Regions from separate parts of the Ovis canadensis genome. Here region 1 is linked to region 2. A link is a contact called in public Hi-C data. All regions are on one chromosome and are shown on one strand. Each heading gives the region's core, a stretch centred on a gene start, on an enhancer-like site or on the middle of the called end of the contact. The rest is flanking DNA. Distances are from core to core; before and after follow the strand shown.

Evidence for each region. A called contact is a pair of places that touch in the nucleus more often than the background predicts.
Region 1: a Hi-C map of fibroblasts shows a contact between it and region 2, with 4 times the contacts expected there. The contact joins the enhancer-like site here to the promoter of GGCX in region 2. A contact is called at or near these places in 2 of 2 Hi-C or Micro-C datasets (fibroblasts and lung).

Annotation. Positions count from the first base shown.
Region 1 is chr3:57,537,803-57,540,917 of ARS-UI_OviCan_v2, reverse strand. It overlaps RNF181 (ring finger protein 181), which reads right to left. Exons shown (of 6, transcript XM_069583170.1): 2 at 989-1,143; 3 at 228-358; 4 at 1-41. Among named protein-coding and RNA genes, the nearest start is that of TMEM150A, 7.5 kb to the left of the region's middle. Within about 2 kb of position 1,522, the one cell type or tissue checked has open chromatin away from gene starts, as enhancers often do. A contact at or near this core is called in fibroblasts, where this site is marked.
Region 2 is chr3:57,501,577-57,504,673 of ARS-UI_OviCan_v2, reverse strand. GGCX (gamma-glutamyl carboxylase) reads left to right here and starts at 1,497. Exons shown (of 15, transcript XM_069583108.1): 1 at 1,497-1,673; 2 at 2,065-2,235. The coding sequence starts at 1,631. It overlaps LOC138436875 (a long non-coding RNA gene), which reads right to left and starts at 1,417. Exons shown (of 2, transcript XR_011255648.1): 1 at 1,032-1,417.

The sequences.
Region 1 (3,115 bases), core at 273-2,772, 36 kb before region 2:
CGCCTCCTCAAATTCCAAAAGACACACGGGGCACTTGAGCTCTTGAGGAGGGAGTGCTAATCAGGAGAGCTGCCACAGGCCCTACCTCCTAGCTCCCACTCCTGAAGGACACACTTGCCCCAGCCTGACCTGGAAAACTGAAGGGCCAGACTGTAATCTGGCTTCCAGAGTTGGTCAGCCTGGCAGACCTGCCCCAAAGAATCAATGGAAGGACTTAGTGTTCTCACCAGCCTGAGAGCCCCTGATGACTGTCCTGGGAAGGTTCTCAACTGCAGTCTTGGCAGCGGGTGGAGGCAGGTGGTGATCCCAATCCACTACTAACCCCAAGTCTTCAAAGTCCATCCTATTGAAAAGGGACCTGGGAAGAAGGATGCAAGGTCAGAACCAAAGAATCTTTGCCCCCATAATCCACTAAACATTAACAGACAAATACTCTGCCCGACTAGTCATACTAATAGCTACCCCTCAGTAGTGCTCTAGACAAAAAAGCACAGTGGGAAATGGCTTACAGCTGCTATCAGACAACCCCAGGCCATCAGACAACCCCAAGCATGCAGGTTATTTATTCCAGTTTTACACGAGAGAGAGAAATTATTCGGGTCACTCAGGAATGACCCAAAAAAGCCAAATTCCAAGTGGCAGTGTAGCTTCCGTGCTTGAAGTGCCTAACGGATATACCTACTCACAGTCACATGGCCCCTGCTCCCATGACCCGCCTACTTCAGTACCTCCTAAAGCCCACTGCCCTCCAGTTCGCACACCCCCTCTTCCACACTCCAGATCGCTTTTTCCAGAATTCCCTTGCTCTAGTCTGTCCAAGGACGACCGAAATTATCGACTTCCCCCCGAATCTCACTGCGGAATTAACTCTGCAGATTATTTATCCGTTTTACCCAGAAACTGCTGCCCCACATAATCCGCGTTCTCCAGCCAGCCTCAGCCCAGACACCTGCTGTGTGGGCCCTACCTCCCAGCCCCACACACCCACCTTGCAAGCTCCAGCAGCATGTTTGTTCGGGGATCCCGTTCACGATCCAACGGCTCGCAGTCGTGTTCATCGAAATAAGACGCCATGGCAGCCGGGCTGTCTGACACAGCCCTCAGACCCGGCCGTACCTCAGTCTCGCGGCGCTGGCCAATAAACTAGCGAGTTGAGGGAGGACAACCAATCAGAGTCCCCAAGAGGCGGGCACAGTGGCTCTTTCGCCACATAGGAAGAGGAAGTATTCATTTTGTCACCTCTCATTGGCTCGAATAAGTCAGGTGACCAAGGGCTAAAGCCAATGGCAGGGACCGAGGTGGGTCAGAAAACGGTCCTCTTGGACCCCTCGGTCTAGGGTAGGTTTCTGGGAGACGTGAGCGGATCGCATAATCTTGAGAAGCCAAGTGTTTGAGCTATAGGGGTCCTCCATCCGCTCTGCGGCTCAGAGGATCTCGGCAGGTCAGATCTTACAGGCCTCTCAGAAAGAGGGCGGCGCTGACTCAGGGGTCAGGGTTCTGCGAGCCTGGGGAAGCCTGGAGTCGGGGCTTCTCGCTGCTCTGCCGCATCCTCGCCGGGCGGTTCAGCACCCGCTGCGCTCTAGTCAGTTCAGGACTAGACACTTGACGCCGCCTCGACTCCCGCAAAACAAATAAAACTTTCCTATTCAGTTCTGCTGTGTTAGGCACAATAATAAAAGGTGGGGTAAACTCCCCCACCCGAATAGAGGCCTTACCAGCTCAGGGAACTATATGTCTGTGTGATCTTTTAGCCCATTGCTCAGCGTTTCCCCTAGCTTCTGTAAAATTAGTGGCTTGAATTTAATAAGTAGTTTGCATCTCTGGCACCCAGGAACCTCTTGGAGGAAGAAAGGAGAGGTTGCAGCTTTAGGGGGAAAACAACAACAAAAAACTCCACACAACTGTTGTTTAGTCTCAAAGATCAAATTTAACTGATCTAGGCCTCTGTGTGTGTGTGTGTGTGTGTGTGTGTGTGTGCTAAATGATTTGGCTGCTAGCTATCATTTATTTGGCAACTAGAATCATTCCATTTATGTTGTACACAGGGTATAAATATAAATACTCACAATTATCCAGGAGCTAGTATCATTATAGTCAAAGCTATGGTTTTTCTAGTAGTCGTGTATGGCTATGAGCTGCTGCTGCTGCTGCTAAGTCGCTTCAGTCGTGTCCGACTCTGTGTGACCCCACAGACAGCAGCCCACCAGGCTCCCCCGTCCCTGGGATTCTCCAGGCAAGAACACGAATGGGCTGCCATTGCCTTCTGTGATGGCTATGAGAGTTGGACCTTAAAGAAGGCTGAGTGCCAAAGAACTGATGCTTTTGAATTGTGGTGCTGGAGAAGACTCTTGAGAGTCCCTTGGACTGCAAGGAGATCAAACCAGTCAGTTCTAAAGGAAATCAACCCTGAATATTCACTGGAAGGACTGGTTGCTGAAGCTCCAATACTTTGGCCTCCTGATTCAAAGAGCTGACTCATTGGAAGAGACTGATGCTAGGAAAGATTGAAGGCAGGAGGAAGAGAAGAGGGTGGCAGAGGATGAGATGGTTAGATAGCATCACCAACTCAGTAAACATGTATTTGGGCAAACACTGGGAGACAGTGGAGGACTGTGGGGCCTGGCATGCTGCAGTCCATGGGGTTGCAAAGAGTTGGCTACAGCTTAGTGACTGAACAACAAGAAGTATCATTATTGCTTTTTACATATGTAAGAACCCAAGTCCAATTCCACAGGACCTCTAAGCAGTGTTGCAGACCTAAGCACAATACCCGGGGCTTCCCTCATCTTTCCCAGGAAAGGCTGATGGTGGTGAGCCTAGCGGAAGTAACGTGCTCCATGAGGGTACAGCTCCACACAACTGGAGGGTCTGTTCTTGTTTCTTTGTCAGTAGCCCTCAGTCCCCCTAACAAGGAACTGCTTCTGTTACACACTTGACCCTGAGTTCCTCTTCCCACCTACACTTGAGTTTGAGATGCAGTTAAGTAGCTCAAGCAGTGGCTGCCTTGCTTCCCAGTTCTTGGTAGGACCTTTCCTTCCTACTTGGCCTTTACCCAGTGCTCTTTCCTGGTGTCCTGAAGACACTGCCTCCCTAGCCCTGTGAAGTCCTAGAGCTT
Region 2 (3,097 bases), core at 248-2,747:
TCTTCCTATTTGGACCAGTCTGTTGTTCCATGTCCAGTTCTAACTGTTGCTTCCTGACCTGCAAATAGGTTCTTACGGTTCTCAATAATGTGTGTAGCAACATAAAGGGGTCCTGAGACTAAAAAGTGAAGAGGAACTAAAAAGCCTCTTGGTGAAAGTGAAAGAGGAGAGTGAAAAAGTTGGCCTAAAGCTCAACATTCAGAAAATGAAGATATGGCATCCGGTCCCAGCACTTCATGGGAAATAGATGGGGAAACAGTGGAAACAGTGTCAGACTTTATTTTTGGGGGCTCCAAAATCACTGCAGATGGTGACTGCAGCCCTGAAATTAAAAGACGCTTACTCCTTGGAAGAAAAGTTATGGTCAACCTAGATAGCATATTCAAAAGCAGAGACATTACTTTGCCAACAAAGGTCCGTCTAGTCAAGGCTGTGGTTTTTCCAGTGGTCATGTATGGATGTGAGAGTTGGACTGTGAAGAAAGCTGAGCGCCGAAGAACTGATGCTTTTGAGCTGTGGCGTTGGAGAAGCCTCTTGGACTGCAAGGAGATCCAACCAGTCCATTCTGAAGGAGATCAGACCTGGGATTTCTGCAAGGAGATCCAACCAGTCCATTCTGAAGGAGATCAGCCCTGGGATTTCTTTGGAGAGAATGATGCTAAAGCTGAAACTCCAGTACTTTGGCCACCTCATGCAAAGAGTTGACTCATTGGAAAAGACTCTGATGCTGGGAGGGATTGTGGGCAGGAGGAGAAGGGGACGACAGAGGATGAGATGGCTGGATGGCATCACTGACTCGATGGACGCGAGTCTGAGTGAACTCTGGGAGTTGGTGATGGACAGGGAGGCCTGGCGTGCTGCGATTCATGGGGTCGCAAAGAGTCGGACACGACTGAGCGACTGAACTGAACTGAACTGAACTGAATTGAGACTAAAAAATGTGAGAACCCCTGCACTAAGATGCCTTCCTCTCATCCTGCTTGTCAATTCCAGGGCAGAGAAACAATGTTACAAAGCTGTTCAAGACTCACCTTCCCCATCAAACACACTCTGCTTACTGCCCCTACTCTGCATTCCTTCTGCAGTCAGGTCGTTCCGGTTTTCCTGCTGCTTTCAAATCTGTGGTTCCAGGCCGGGTCAGCCCTCCCAGGTGCATCCTCAACCGGGCGGGAAACGCTCTGGGAAGAGTTGACTTTTGCGCCCGCACCGTTCACACATCTGCAGCGACCTAACAGGGGCGGGAAGGGAGCCAGGGAGGTCGTGGGCGCCGAGACTCTTCTTTAGGTTGATAGAGCGGAGAGGGCTCGGGAGGCCTCAGGGACGAGACTAGGTACTTGACAAAAAAGAGACAGGTCCACGCACACCTTCACTCATCGGTCACCAGCGAAGGCGGGCTCTGACCCCGCCCCCTCGCCCCTCGTTGCCCCGCCCCCAGACCCCTCGTTCCGCCCTCTACCGCCAAGCAGGGAGTCCGGCGCTGCTGACTAGGGCCCTTCACGACAGTCTTAGCGCTTTCCGGCTGGCCTCGCGCGTGCTGATGTGTCGGGGAGGCGGGGCTTAGGGGAGCCTCCCCTTGCGACGCCCCCAGGCTCGGAGGTTGTTGCTGTGGCATATCTACCTCCCCGAGGCCATGGCGGTCTCTGCTCGGCCCGCGCGGGCCCCGCGGGGCCCAGGTAGGCTCAGAGCCCCGCCTTGTGGCGGACAGAGAAGGGCGCGACTTTCGGAGGGGTTGGGGAGGGACGCCCTGCGGATCCTGGGGAAGGGAGCCTCGGGTGGGAAGGGTCTTGTAGAGAGAGATTGCAGTCTTCTGTTTCGCGGTGGGTTGATGACATTCAGGACGCTTTGCGATTAGGGGGCTGCAGTCTGAGAAAGGTTTTGGGGCATTGGGGGATCCTGGAGGAGGGGCTGCACTGCAGGGATGTTTCGAGCAGTCAGAGATCAGTGGGAAAACCCAGGTAGGCAGAAGCCCTAGACGGAGATTTCTCTGATTTGAGAAAGATTCTCTTTTAAAACATCTCCATTCCCATCTGTGCACGTGCAACTCTCTCCATTTATTGGTTGCAGACAAAGTAAAGAAAGACAAGGCTGCACAGACTTCAGGGCCCCGTCAGGGCAGCCAAATGGGGAAACTGTTGGGTTTTGAGTGGACAGATGTGTCCAGCTGGGAGAGGCTGGTGACCCTGCTGAATAGACCCACGGATCCTGCAAGCCTGGCAGTCTTCCGTTTTCTCTTCGGTAAGTCCAGTGTCTGGGAGGTGCCAGCGTGGTTGGGGGTGAAAGAATGACAATGGTCCCTTGTCCATTTCTTGGCTACTTACTTGCTTAGTGGACTAACCTTCCTTTTTCTAAAAGCTGAAGTGACTAATATCCTGGAAGAACTCTTTGTAACCCAGTTTTGACTCCTCTGATTAGGGCTTGGAGATCAGAAGTGCTTTGATCCGAGGCTACAGGAAATACAGAGACAGAGGAACAGGAACCCATTTTATTTGTGGAATGAAGTTTTCCAGTAACTACGCTAAGGACTAGACTTCAGAGAAATGGCAGGTGTGACAAAGCAGCCATTTAGGCTGTGACTGCCTAATCCAGACCTTTCTAACTTATAGGCCACAGCATGTATGTTTGGCATGAGTTACAGACATGCCGAGATATTACTCTCCTTAACCCAGTGGTTCTCAACTGGAGACGATTTTGCTCTCCAGGGAACATTTGGCAATGTCTCTAGACATTTGTATTTGTCACAACTAGGTGTGGGGGGAGGGGAAGAAGTGGTTACTGGCATCTACGCAGAAATCAGGGTTGCTGCTGAATGACCTATGAACCACAGGGTAGACCTCCAGCAAATAATTAACCAGGCCAAACTGAATTGTCCTGGGATTGAGAAATCCTGCCTTAATTTGGAGCTGGCTTCCTGACCTGAGTAGCCCTTCTGTTTACCCCAGTGTGCTGGCCAGATACTGCTGTGCCAGGAAGTAAAAGAGGGTGAGGGCGCATCACCCCAGAGCACTTTGTGTAGCCGATAAGACAGACCTTTACAAACATGACCATCAAAACCTGAATAGCTTCAATAGCACTTTGTACTCTTCTTTCATTTAGTCTT